Linked DNA regions of Danio rerio: all the other regions are linked to region 3. Evidence: chromatin contacts called from public Hi-C data. All regions are on one chromosome and are shown on one strand. The core of a region is the stretch at or near the end of the contact, and the rest is flanking DNA. Distances in the headings are between cores, read along the strand shown.

What was found. Hi-C and Micro-C count contacts between places; a contact is called where the count stands out from the background.
Region 1: a Hi-C map of embryo shows a contact between it and region 3, with 2.2 times the contacts expected there. The contact joins the promoter of hsd11b1la here to the promoter of celf5a in region 3. A contact is called at or near these places in 4 of 18 Hi-C or Micro-C datasets (caudal fin, embryo and hematopoietic stem cells) and 1 of 4 datasets of contacts at active chromatin or transcription factors (embryo).
Region 2: a Hi-C map of an unstated tissue shows a contact between it and region 3, with 3 times the contacts expected there. The contact joins the enhancer-like site here to the promoter of celf5a in region 3. A contact is called at or near these places in 2 of 18 Hi-C or Micro-C datasets (caudal fin and an unstated tissue).

The regions. Positions count from the first base shown.
Region 1 is chr22:19,399,416-19,403,277 of GRCz12tu, reverse strand. hsd11b1la (hydroxysteroid (11-beta) dehydrogenase 1-like a) reads right to left here and starts at 1,415. Exons shown (of 6, transcript NM_200323.2): 1 at 1,261-1,415. The coding sequence starts at 1,345. It overlaps micos13 (mitochondrial contact site and cristae organizing system subunit 13), which reads left to right and starts at 2,001. Exons shown (of 4, transcript NM_001044873.1): 1 at 2,001-2,176. The coding sequence starts at 2,148.
Region 2 is chr22:19,505,308-19,509,139 of GRCz12tu, reverse strand. It overlaps celf5a (cugbp, Elav-like family member 5a), which reads left to right. Exons shown (of 12, transcript NM_001431119.1): 12 at 174-3,832. Among named protein-coding and RNA genes, the nearest start is that of rgmd, 21 kb to the right of the region's middle. Within about 2 kb of position 1,884, at least 4 of the 62 cell types and tissues checked have an H3K27ac peak or open chromatin away from gene starts, as enhancers often do.
Region 3 is chr22:19,874,771-19,878,814 of GRCz12tu, reverse strand. It overlaps celf5a (cugbp, Elav-like family member 5a), which reads left to right and starts at 1,908. Exons shown (of 12, transcript NM_001431119.1): 1 at 1,908-2,357. The coding sequence starts at 2,000. It overlaps LOC141380314 (a long non-coding RNA gene), which reads right to left and starts at 1,807. Exons shown (of 3, transcript XR_012398141.1): 1 at 1,527-1,807.

The DNA of each region.
Region 1 (3,862 bases), core at 166-2,665, 480 kb after region 3:
ACGTAGTGATAAGATGGCAAAAAATTTAATCTGTAGTGGCAATAAAATATTCATTTCTTCACATTGACAAATTCTATGCTATGCTTCTTTACACAAACTAGCTGATTGAGTCACACAAATAAATAACAACTGCAGATATGTTTTTTAAATATGAAAAACTTATTCATCTTATCTTATTTGCTAACAAAAAATTTTATTGTATGTAGTTATGGGACTATAACCATTTTTAAGGTATACCGCGGTTCGGAAAAGTCAAGGTTTTAAAACCGTAAACATTTTTTGCTGTACCATTCCAAAGATATGTGTATTATTTTTTTATTTATGTTTTTTTATGTTTTTTTTTTTTTTTTTTTTAGGACTACAGAATGTCCAGCAGAAAAGATATTCAAAGACGCAGTTTTAAATTGTAAAGAAATCTGTGTTTTTAAAACAAATAAAGACAGCAGAAGTCAATGATTAATTTGAATTATTCAGCCTGACAGTTTCGGCTACTGCTCCGAAATATTTTAAATGTTCCTCAAAATAAAATATATCGTGTTCAAATGGGAAATAAGTTTTTGTTTTTAACCCCAACATTTAAAAAGAATATATTTTATTTTAGAGCAGCAATTACAATACCACAAAACCGTGATATTTTATCCAAAGTTATGCCTAATTCTATGTTTTCTGTGGATGTTGATGTCAAACTCCAACAGTATTGCAGATTTATAACATTTTAAATGCTTGCTGTTTTATAGACCTGTCGCCTGGGGTTTGAGGATCGAATTAAAATAATTTTAAGAGAAAAAAAGTACTTTAAGAAATAATGTGAACACGTAATGTTAACACGTAGATAAATACATTTATTACACTCTCAGAAATAAAGGTATGCATGCTGTCACTGGGGTGGTACCTTTTCAAAAGGTACAGATTCTAACTTAAAGGCTCCATATTGGTACCTAAAAAGATTATATTATATTAGGAACACTTTTGTACTTTTTAGTAATGTGTACCCTTAAGGTATTAATATATACATTTAAGCACAAATTTGTACCTTTTGAAAAGGTACCACCCCAGTGACAGCCTTTGGAGGCCTACCTTCTGAGAGTGTAGATAGGCTATATTAGTTTTTTGGGTCCACAAATCTTTCCACAAGCTTTCCCACCACTTTGTAGCATAGACTACTTTCTAAATAGCTGTAAAGACATATCACTTATCAATTTACAGACAATAGAATACATTTTACAGCACGTAGATAAACATAAAGGCTGTTAAACTCACCCTCATTAAATGATGGAGCACTCCATCGGACCGCAATGAACGCGACGCATATGCTGCAAAGCAGTAATTTGGCATAAAGCTTCATTTGAAGGAATATGGCAAATCTGTGCACAGCTTACAAAATGCACAACTTTGTAAAGTCAGCAGTCGACACCAAGAGAACAGGCAGAACAGGTTTTTAAATCTAAGTTCAGACAGGCGGAGCTAGTGCCAAAGTACAATCCGGCTTTAGATAACTTGGCAGCTAGCACTTAATGCATTTTGTAACTTCTGTTAATATTGTGTTGTAATAATCAGTCATTCTTGTTTTATTTGCATTATAACGTTAATATTGTGGTTGGGTTTATAAATTCGGAACGACCTGACAGACTATGAAATACAAACCGAAAGTAAGGATAAAAACATAATTATTATTCACTTAGGCTTACTTTTTACTTTTTTAAACTTACTTTTATTATCGTTGGCGACTCTGCTAAAGATTCTTTTTTAATTAATATTACACATACAATCTAAAAAAACGTGATTTTAAAATTAGTCAATCGATCTGAGCCACAGGAAAAACGTGGCGGCACTTTCACCAAATATATAAAACCGAATTGTCTTTTAAAGTAACACCCTTCTACTTTTAATGCTTATATATATAGAATATTCATATGTTCAAAAATACTCAAACATATAATTATTACGTTTTATATGTTCGTCGTTCGTTTTGTCGAATGTGCAGATCTACAGCTGGATTCAAAACGAACTTTATTGCTACCATTTCGGTTTGCTAGAGCAAATGCCCTTGTCGGTGAAACTCGCTGACAAAATAGTAAAACAAAGCATCCTGTGAAGTGTTTTGATACGAAATATTGTTCTTTAGAGCATAATTTTGCTTTTAAAATATGGCTGCTAAGATTTTCCCTGTCGTCAAGTAAGTGTTTATGTGTTGTTTTTGTATCTGAAGCTGGTTGCTAACTAAGTTAGCACACAAGTGTCTGTTTGGGTTTAAGTGTTTTTTTTATACTTTATACATTATTATACTTTATATAATTATATTATATATATATATCTGTATTTACATTAAAATTAAATTACCTCGTATTTTAGTTGCTATTTTTACCTATAATGTCGTTTAAATATAGCTAGCATGCTAATTACTCAATTCAGCAATAACTTTGACAGTAAAAATGTTAAATCCTGTTTTGTATTAGAGTTAATCATATATATTTTAAGTAATCATCATATATTTGGGGTCATAATAACCTGAGAAGCTTGTAAACATGCTCTCTTTCCTTCAGCTTTAACGTACTTTGAATGGCTGTATTTGTGATGAAGGTAAAGTTGTTTCCAGTCAAATAAATAGTGCTAATGTTGTTTTCGAGTCATACTTGCATATGATTTCAGACAGAACCTTCAAAATAATAGAGGTAAAGTTGGTTTTATATTTAGACATTCTCCTCGATAATATAATTATCTTTGCAAATTTTAAATGGGGAAATCATACTAGCAGAATTAGGATATCTTGCGTCCAAAAAAAAAAAAAAAAGTTAAGAAAACGGCCGTTTTTCGGTGTTTCTTTTGATTACAAAAAAACATGATTTTAATAATAACTTTTAATCATTTTATATATATATATATATATATATATATATATATATATATATATATATATGTATATGTATGTGTGTGTGTGTATATAAATAATAACTATACTATTTATATAATTACAAAGTTTACATATTCTGTCATTTGATCAGTTATGAGGCTTACATTCATTGCGTATGCATAAATTAAATAAAAACGTAAATTAGCAGTATTATTAGACTTTTGTCAATAAAATAAGGTCATAGTTCGCTGCCAAACATTGTTGCTGTGCACGCTGTCAAGCTGTGCACCTGATGCTGAGCAAAGATAGCCATTTCCGAGTAGCACCTGGTTTGCATGATTGTTTCCGAGCAAGGCCTTGACAGTAATAATAATAATAATGTTATTATTAATAATAATTTATGTTTATAGTTCACTGCCAAACTTATTGCTGCTGTACACCTGATGCTGAGCAAAGATATACATCTGTGAGCAGCACCTGGTTTCCATGATTGTTTCAGAGCTACTGTAGGCTTAAATAATATAATTATTATTGTTATTATTAATAATAATCATTTTAGCACGTGATGCCCACAGAGAGCACTATGCCAAATTAAGTTCTGTTTAACCTATTTCTGCTTAAATTGTAGAAAATCTTTAAAACGACATGACTAATCAAGACTTTTATTTGGAGAATTACACTTATTAATAACTTGGTTCTTATAAACGATCATTTTATAAAATACATTATTTACAGATCTACTGAAGAATAAGACGAATGACATCAATAACTATAATATATTAAGATTTTATATAAACTATAAATAAGAACATTTAAAGTAATAGAACATTATCTGTAAAACAAATCTAAACTGTTATATAGGCTACAGGCTAAATAAAGGCACCTTGTCAGAGATTTACATCGTGTGCGTTAAAGAGGCAATGAATGTAAGCCTGATAACTGATCAAATGACAGAATATGTAAACTTAGTTTATATAATTATATACATATAACTAAATATTAATAATTCAA
Region 2 (3,832 bases), core at 635-3,134, 370 kb after region 3:
TTGTTTATAACTTCTTTTCTATATCTTAAAGTACCTTTTATATCATTATACATTATATTATTATTCATTATTATTGTTAATTCTTGTATTTTTTGTTTTTGTTTCATTTTAATACTAGTTCTTGAGTATAATTGTATAACTGACTTTATCTCTAATGGAATTTTGTTTCACAGGATTTGAAGAGATTCGCAGGATTTGAATTCAAAAGGAATTTAACTTTTTCTTTCAAAACAAACAAGAATGGATTTTTTTGAAGACATATCAGTATTTATTTTCCGAAGATGTTCAGTACAGTGGAGGGTTGCGGGTGAACCGACACCAGTGGACAAAACCACACTCGGCACAGCACGGCACGAAAGACAAGAGGAAAGATCTCTCTAAAGACAGAGAACTCGACACGTCCTGTCTCTCGCTGAGCTTCGAACCGTCAGTCAAGCAACAAACTAAAAAAAAAAGAAAAAAGAAAAAAGAAAAAAACACGAGCGAGAACAACTTCAATTTCTATATACATATTATACACACATATGCTATTTAAAGGAAGAGGCGCTTATGGCTTTTATTACACTGGACAAATGAGGGTTAAACTTGAAGACCAAGGAAAAATGCAGTGGAAAAAAAGAAGCTCTTCTTGTCCCGCTAGTGGACTTTCTTTCTCTTTCCCTCTTTACTTCTGTCACCATCTTTCAGCAAACGCAGGACATTCTGTGGTCACAGAGGTTTCCATGCCCTCAGTGAAACTGATAAATCTTTCACCCCAAAGGGACCAAAGGACCAAACATTTTTATTCCTCAACAGAAATATATGGTATTAATAACAATACTAAAACTACAAACTACTACTAACGACATACTTTTAAAGAGAAAAAAAAAAAAAAAAGCATACATTTTTGCTTCAGGTCGGAAGAGGAAAGGGACTTTGATTTCTTTTCCTTTTACATTTATAGCTACTGGGTTTCAGAATATTTAAAAATAGAAAAAAAACTAAGAAAAAAAAGTATTTTAAAAGCTATACTATTTTAGTGGAGTAGAATATGTGGATTGGAGATTGTTAGGAGCATGTTCAGACATTTTCATTCATGAAGAGAAAAAAAAAAAGTGAGGGAACGGACCATTAACCATTGTCATTTATTTATTTATTTTTTTGCTAAACTGTCCCACATTCCAGAGAACAAATGCTGAGTATAACTATTTATGCATGTGCGAAATGAAGTTTGAACACTTAAACATATTTATCCGATGAAAGCTTTACTTATCAAGCAGAATAAGTACCTGTGGCTTCAACTATCCGCAATATTAACAGCTGTACTATACAGTTTGGCAATGATGGAAAATGTTTTTTTTGCGTTGATCTACGATCATGTTTTGTTGAGTACCGCCCAAATTTACCTTTACGAGGGACCAGCAGATCTTTCATATCATCCATTTTATTCCATTTTATCTTTCTCATCAGACAGTCAGTGCCAAATGCTGAATATCAACCGATAAAGCACATTGGTATATAAACCAAGCCTTAAACCTAAACACAACCCACAAAACGTCCAAGCAGAGGCTTACAACAAACCTCCAGAAAGGACTTGTTCTTAACGCTTACAAGCACATCAGAATTTTACAGGGACCATTTTTGGAGCATCAAAATAATAAGTGAATTTAGCTTCGGAAAACTTGCACAATCAATCAACACGGATGTTTTCAGAGTTCATTTTGCTCATAAATGAGTTTAAGATATAGATGGGATGACTCACCCAATCCACAAATAACCCATATTTCTAAGAATACGCTTCTCAGGCTGGGTATGGATTAGCTTGACGCTAACTGTCTGCAAAGGTCTAATGAGCAGCCTGTAAAGAGCTCACCAACAGCTTGCAAATAGCAGCCATGGGGGGTTACAGTGGGAGCAAACTGATCCATCAATAAAAGAGCCACCCAGTCTGACATTATGGTGTACTTAACCGCAGCTGTTACGTTGCTTTCAGACAAGACGCAAATATACACAACTCTGAAGCACTTGACAAGAATCTTAAAGACCCTGTGAAATTGAAATGAACATTTTGCAGTGTTACATTTGTGTTTGCAATGAGGCTAAAGAACAATACTGGCTACAATTTTTTTTTGTCCAATCATGCTAGTGGTTATTTCAAAAATGTGGTTTTGACAATTAGCTTATTTGTTAGCTTTGAGGCTAATGTTAACTGACGAAAACAAAGGCCAATTGTAACCTTTTGATTATGTGGCTAATTCATATATTTTGCACAATCTCACGTACATTTTAGTGTGATTTGCTCATCCCCCAATGAGGGTTAGGGTTAGGTGTGAGGTGTAGGGGTTTGTAATTCTATAAATTGTAAAAATTAGGCACTTTACTGACAATTCATAAAATTGTTATGTTTCCTTGTGAGATTGGACATACACATTCTTTTTCAGTCTTATTAAAAACAGTTGTGATGTTTAGTTTGCATGTCATATCTGAGGATAATGCTAGCTGACAAAACTAGCGCATGAATGTTAAAAAAAGACCAAAATATTTTTTTTGTTGTACAGTAAATTCCTCTTAAATATTTGGCGTTTCAAAGCTGTAATATGGCCCATATTTTGTGTGTTTGCTCTAAGGCTAATGCTAGCTGCCATATCTGATGATTAGTTATGTACTATTCTATTTCGGCCTTTTGTAGTGTAAATGGGGTAAGTAGTGCGTTCACAATGAAAACTCTAAAAAGAAGTGAACTTTAAATTCCTGGATAATGCACTTAACCGCTGTTAAACTGTTAAAGAGAAGTGTGAAATGTTGGACACTTTAACCACTCAACAGCCGCTGCTTTGCACACCTAGTGGAAGGGGCGGAACTTTCAGGCGCTGATGTTGGATTACTTTATTTATTTTAGATTTTGAATGCAAAATTCTCCTACGAGAGTGATTATAGCGCCTCCCAATGGTGCATGCGGTTATACTCATGGCAGGTAGACTGAAAGAAATGACTTTCTTGTGTAGCCAAATCTAATAAATTGACTCTCATAATTTTTAAATTGTAATATTGAGTATCAAGGATAACTTAAGTACATATTTAATATTAACACATTTACTTCATTTAATAAATAAAATGAGTGGAAAGAGTTGAACATTAATATTCATTTACTTGTAATATTTGAATATTTTCTAATTGTCGCAAACCTAGTAATATTAAGTAAGTTTTAATTACGGATATGTTCCAATGGAGTGAAGTTTCCAGCATGCTTTGCATGGGATTGAATTCAAAGAAATGTATTTAAAAAAATAAAAGCAATCTCAGATGTTTACATTTGAGAGAAAGAATTGTTAGTTTGATCATCATTAGTTTGTAGATTAAGAAGAGTTTTGAGTATGACTTAGTTTTAAGGTTACCACCTTGCAGAAGAGCAGCACTCATGGTTTAAGTCTTGGCCTTTTTATTATCAGCATTTATGTTGACGCTTCATTTAAAAAATCATAGCTGTGCTAACACAAGTAAATCAGTAAACATTTATAAAGTAAATTTGCTCTTGCTAAATAAATTAGCTTTAAATAAAGTGAAATAACACATTTCAAGTGGAAATGTGTGTCTTAATTAAACCAAGTTGTGCCAAATGTGCTAATTTGTAACATACGATTTATTTAACTGATAAAAGCAATGTTCCTTCTGCTAAAACAAGAAAATGACATTACTTGGTTCATTTAAATAAATAAAGACTCTAAAGTAAAGCTAATCAATTATCTTTTACCTAATGTTTAACCTAACACTCCTAAGTTACCTAATGTTTAACCTAAATTTTACATGATATTGACAAGGAAATTGTACCTGATTGAAGATTGTAAAATTTACT
Region 3 (4,044 bases), core at 659-3,158:
TATTATTTATTTATATTATATTTATTTGTATTGATTTATCAGACGTGACTTATATATACATTAAATATACATTAAATATTAATGTTCATATTTTTATGTACTAATTTATTTTTTAAAAATTGTAAGTTTTTAATTTCTACATTTAAGAACAAAATTAAAACGATAATAGATAACATTACTCAACAAATAGTTAATAAGAGTTTTAATAATATCTAAGCTGTTAATAAAAAATAAAGCCTCTGTAGCATGGTAATCACACATTCACCAGTTTTTTTTTTTTTTTTTTGCAATCATAAACCGCCGCATTTGAAAAACTGTCATGGATATTTATACAATGCAAAAAAAGTATTACCTTTTTACCATAATAAAGTATGAAATCAAAAGAACGTGAAAAAATGATATGAAAGCCATTTGTTTCTGCAACAGAATTAAAATCAAAAAGCTAATTAATACATTTTTGTGAGTTGTGAGTTTAGTATAGAGCAAGCTACTATATGAAAATTCAGAATTGAGAGAAATGAGGGCAGAATTCAAAGAGAAACTTCAAACTTCAAATTTGTAAGAAATAAGCTTGCTTTTATATATATATATATATATATATATATATATATATATATATATATATATATATATATATATATATATATATATATATATATATATAGCTCAGTAATATAATTTGCTGTAAATTTAGTATTCTGATTTTTCTTGCAATTCCAACATTTTTCTTCTCTGAATTGTGAATTTATATCTTACAAATATTTGAAATTGTGAGTAAAAAGTAGGAATAGCAAGACAAAAAGTCTCAGTTACCTTGATTATTTTTATTGATTGGTCCTATGATAAAGTTGGCTTTCCATTGAATATTTATTTATACAATATTTAATTGTATTGATTTATCCTATGGTGGAAGTGGGTTTCCATAGACTACACTGATGTGCTTTAAATAATATATATATATATAAATAAGATTTATGTTCTTATTTTTAAACTTTTAATTAATCATTTTATTAAGTTATTAATTTCTACATTTATAAAAAACGGTAAACAGCATTATTAATAGATTATATCTATTTTCAGAATGTCTAAGCTGTTAATAATAATAATAATAATTGCATGGTAACCATTTTGTCTTTCACTCATTTTCTTTTCAGCTTAGCCCCTTTTTTATCAAGTGTCACCAAAGTGGAATGAACCGCCAACTTTTCCAGCATAATTGTACGCAGCATGCCCTTAAGCTGCAACCCATCACTTTGAAACACATACACTACCAATCACACATCCGGCCAATTTAGCTTACCCAATTAATCTATAGCACATGTCTTTGGAGTTTAGGGGAAACACACGTCAACACAGGGAGAACATGCAAACTCCACACAGAAATGCCAACTGACCCAGCCGGGGCTCGAACCAGCGACCTTCTTACAGGGCTAACTGCACAGTGCCTGTACAACATCTAAGCTAGTGTTTTAAAGTTAAGCAAATTGACGCAGATGTCAATTAATTAGCACACAAAAAACACTTACCCGGATGTAGCCCTCTAAACAAACATGCTGCCGCGTGAACTTGAGCGTCTGTTTATCTGAAAGAGCTTTGCCAGGTATGTTTACAAATACGAGGAATTTGTTTTCTTGACAGAATATATCAACCCAAAACACTCGTATTTTTCTCCATCCCAGAGGAATAATCAACGACTAATCATTTTGTGTGTTTCTGTTTTACAACGGAACAAATGTACTCAAAGGAAAACAAAGGTGTTTTTCTGTCGACGGACGGCCTAACAGACAGCACACGTTTGCCGCTGGGTGTCGCTCTGGAGCAACAAATGGCTACAAATCTCCCCCACCCCCTAAACATATACTCTGACTGTGTGCGTATGTGTATCGCCGAGAAAGTAAGTCTGTGTTTCCAGCTGACTGCTCGCTCTCTCTTAGTGTGTGTATGTGTGTGTATGTGTGTGTGTTGTCATTATTATTATCCAGTCTGCTCCCAGCTCAGAATGGCCAGATTCACTCAGACTGAGACAAGAAGGGAGCAGCACCCACAGCCGCCCCATCCCGCTTACTCCAGCCTGCTTTTCACTGGACCCGGGGCAGCACCGACCCAACATCCACTCCTCCTAATCCCGCACCAGCACCAGTACGCTCAGATCCCATTTCCTAAACCCATGAACGGGTCAGAATCCATCTCCATTCATCCGGAGAACGGCACCATGAAAGACCAAGATGCCATAAAACTCTTTATCGGGCAAATACCGCGGAACCTTGAGGAAAAAGACCTGAAACCATTATTCGAACAGTTTGGGAAAATCCACGAATTGACAGTATTAAAGGACCGATACACCGGCATGCACAAAGGTAAACGCGTGATTCCCTTAATGAGAGTGTGATTTGAGCTTGTAAACACCACCATATATTATTGTTTGTTTTTGGAATGACACAATAATAATAATTAGACCTGGTGAATGTTTAATTTTTACAAATATTATTTTGCCTTCTGCACAAAATGTACCCAATTCATTAGTGACGCATGCAATATTCTAATATTTATTATGAATCATGTATTCATTTTGTGGTCCACTGTCATGTCAACATCCAACACTAATATAAATATACAAAGCTTTCTAATATTAGGCCGCTTTAGGTACTATTTTACACTTAATCTACATCGTTTACAGATAACTTCTCAGCTTAGCTTTGGGTGTTTGCATGAATATTCATATTTATTCTCAAATAAAGCGCCATTCTTTATGGCAGTTTAATATTGGATGCTTTGGAACTGGGGCAAAGCCTTAGAAAATAATTTATATTTACAGAGTCATCTCCATCTTCCATTCTTTTTAATAGGGAAATATTCCCACTGCCTCCTTGTGCACAGTTCTGACGATAGAACAGGCGTTCTAGGCTTTCCAATAACAAAAAATAAATAAATTAACTGGTAGCTATTATAACGATCCAGACAGGTGAGCATTATGAAATGTAAATAATACACTAACAGTTATATGTACGTGAAGCTGCTTGCTTTTGATTATATTTGCACTTGGAACACGTTCTTTTGTGCGTCATAACGAACTACAGCGAGTTCTATATTGTGGCATGACGCTCTATTTGACAACTGACATGGAGTAGGCTACGTCATACACCCCGCTAAAACAAGAAGAATAACACTAAAATGAAACCCTCTTTTTTGGTATAATCTTGTTCTTATCATTTGCTATCCTCAAGCGATATGTGTCGGAAGGAGAATATCCACATTTGTCTTCGTTAGTGTCAGTTACTATTAGCCCTCGTATCAGTGCCGTGTTTATAATTATGCTAATAAGGCACTATTTGCTCAAGCGTTCATCCACGTTATTTACCCCGTGAGAAGCACTGCTTCGTATGGGGTTTAACTGTGTTTAACATGTCAGAGTAATGAGAATTTATACATTGATTTCGTGGCCGAGAGTTGTGGGTTTTCATTTGGCCAAGTTGGATGGTTTGGGTCGAGAAAACGGGATGAAATGTTAATTTATTCTTAATTTTAGCTCTCTGTGACAAATGCTTAAGCAGAGAGGATTTGCAAGACAAAATGTGCTGTTTTAGAGGGGAATTTATGGCTACTTAGCCTACATCAAGTCAACTGTTGAGTGTGCCAATTCTGAACTGAAATGGTATTCACAAGTCAATCCATGATCAAATGGCATCCAGTAGCATGTTGATTATTATATTGTTTGTAAATTTAACACGTTTAGACCATGTCAAATGTGGTCACAAACATTTCCTGCTTGATTTCAAGCTATTTCATAACTAACAAGAGGCAAATCAATCATTACTTAATGTTAAAACAGCTAACATAACATTTATTAATATGTGGACTTTTTTGGATTCTCTAAAGCAGTGGTTCTCAAACTGTGGTACGTGTACCACTAGTGGTACGCAGGCTTCCTTCTAGTGGTACGCGGAGGAATGAAATATGTCATGTACATGCAACACACATTTAAAAATTTATTAAAAATTATGTATATAATTTGCCATATATGACATATAGCCTATATTTCTATGG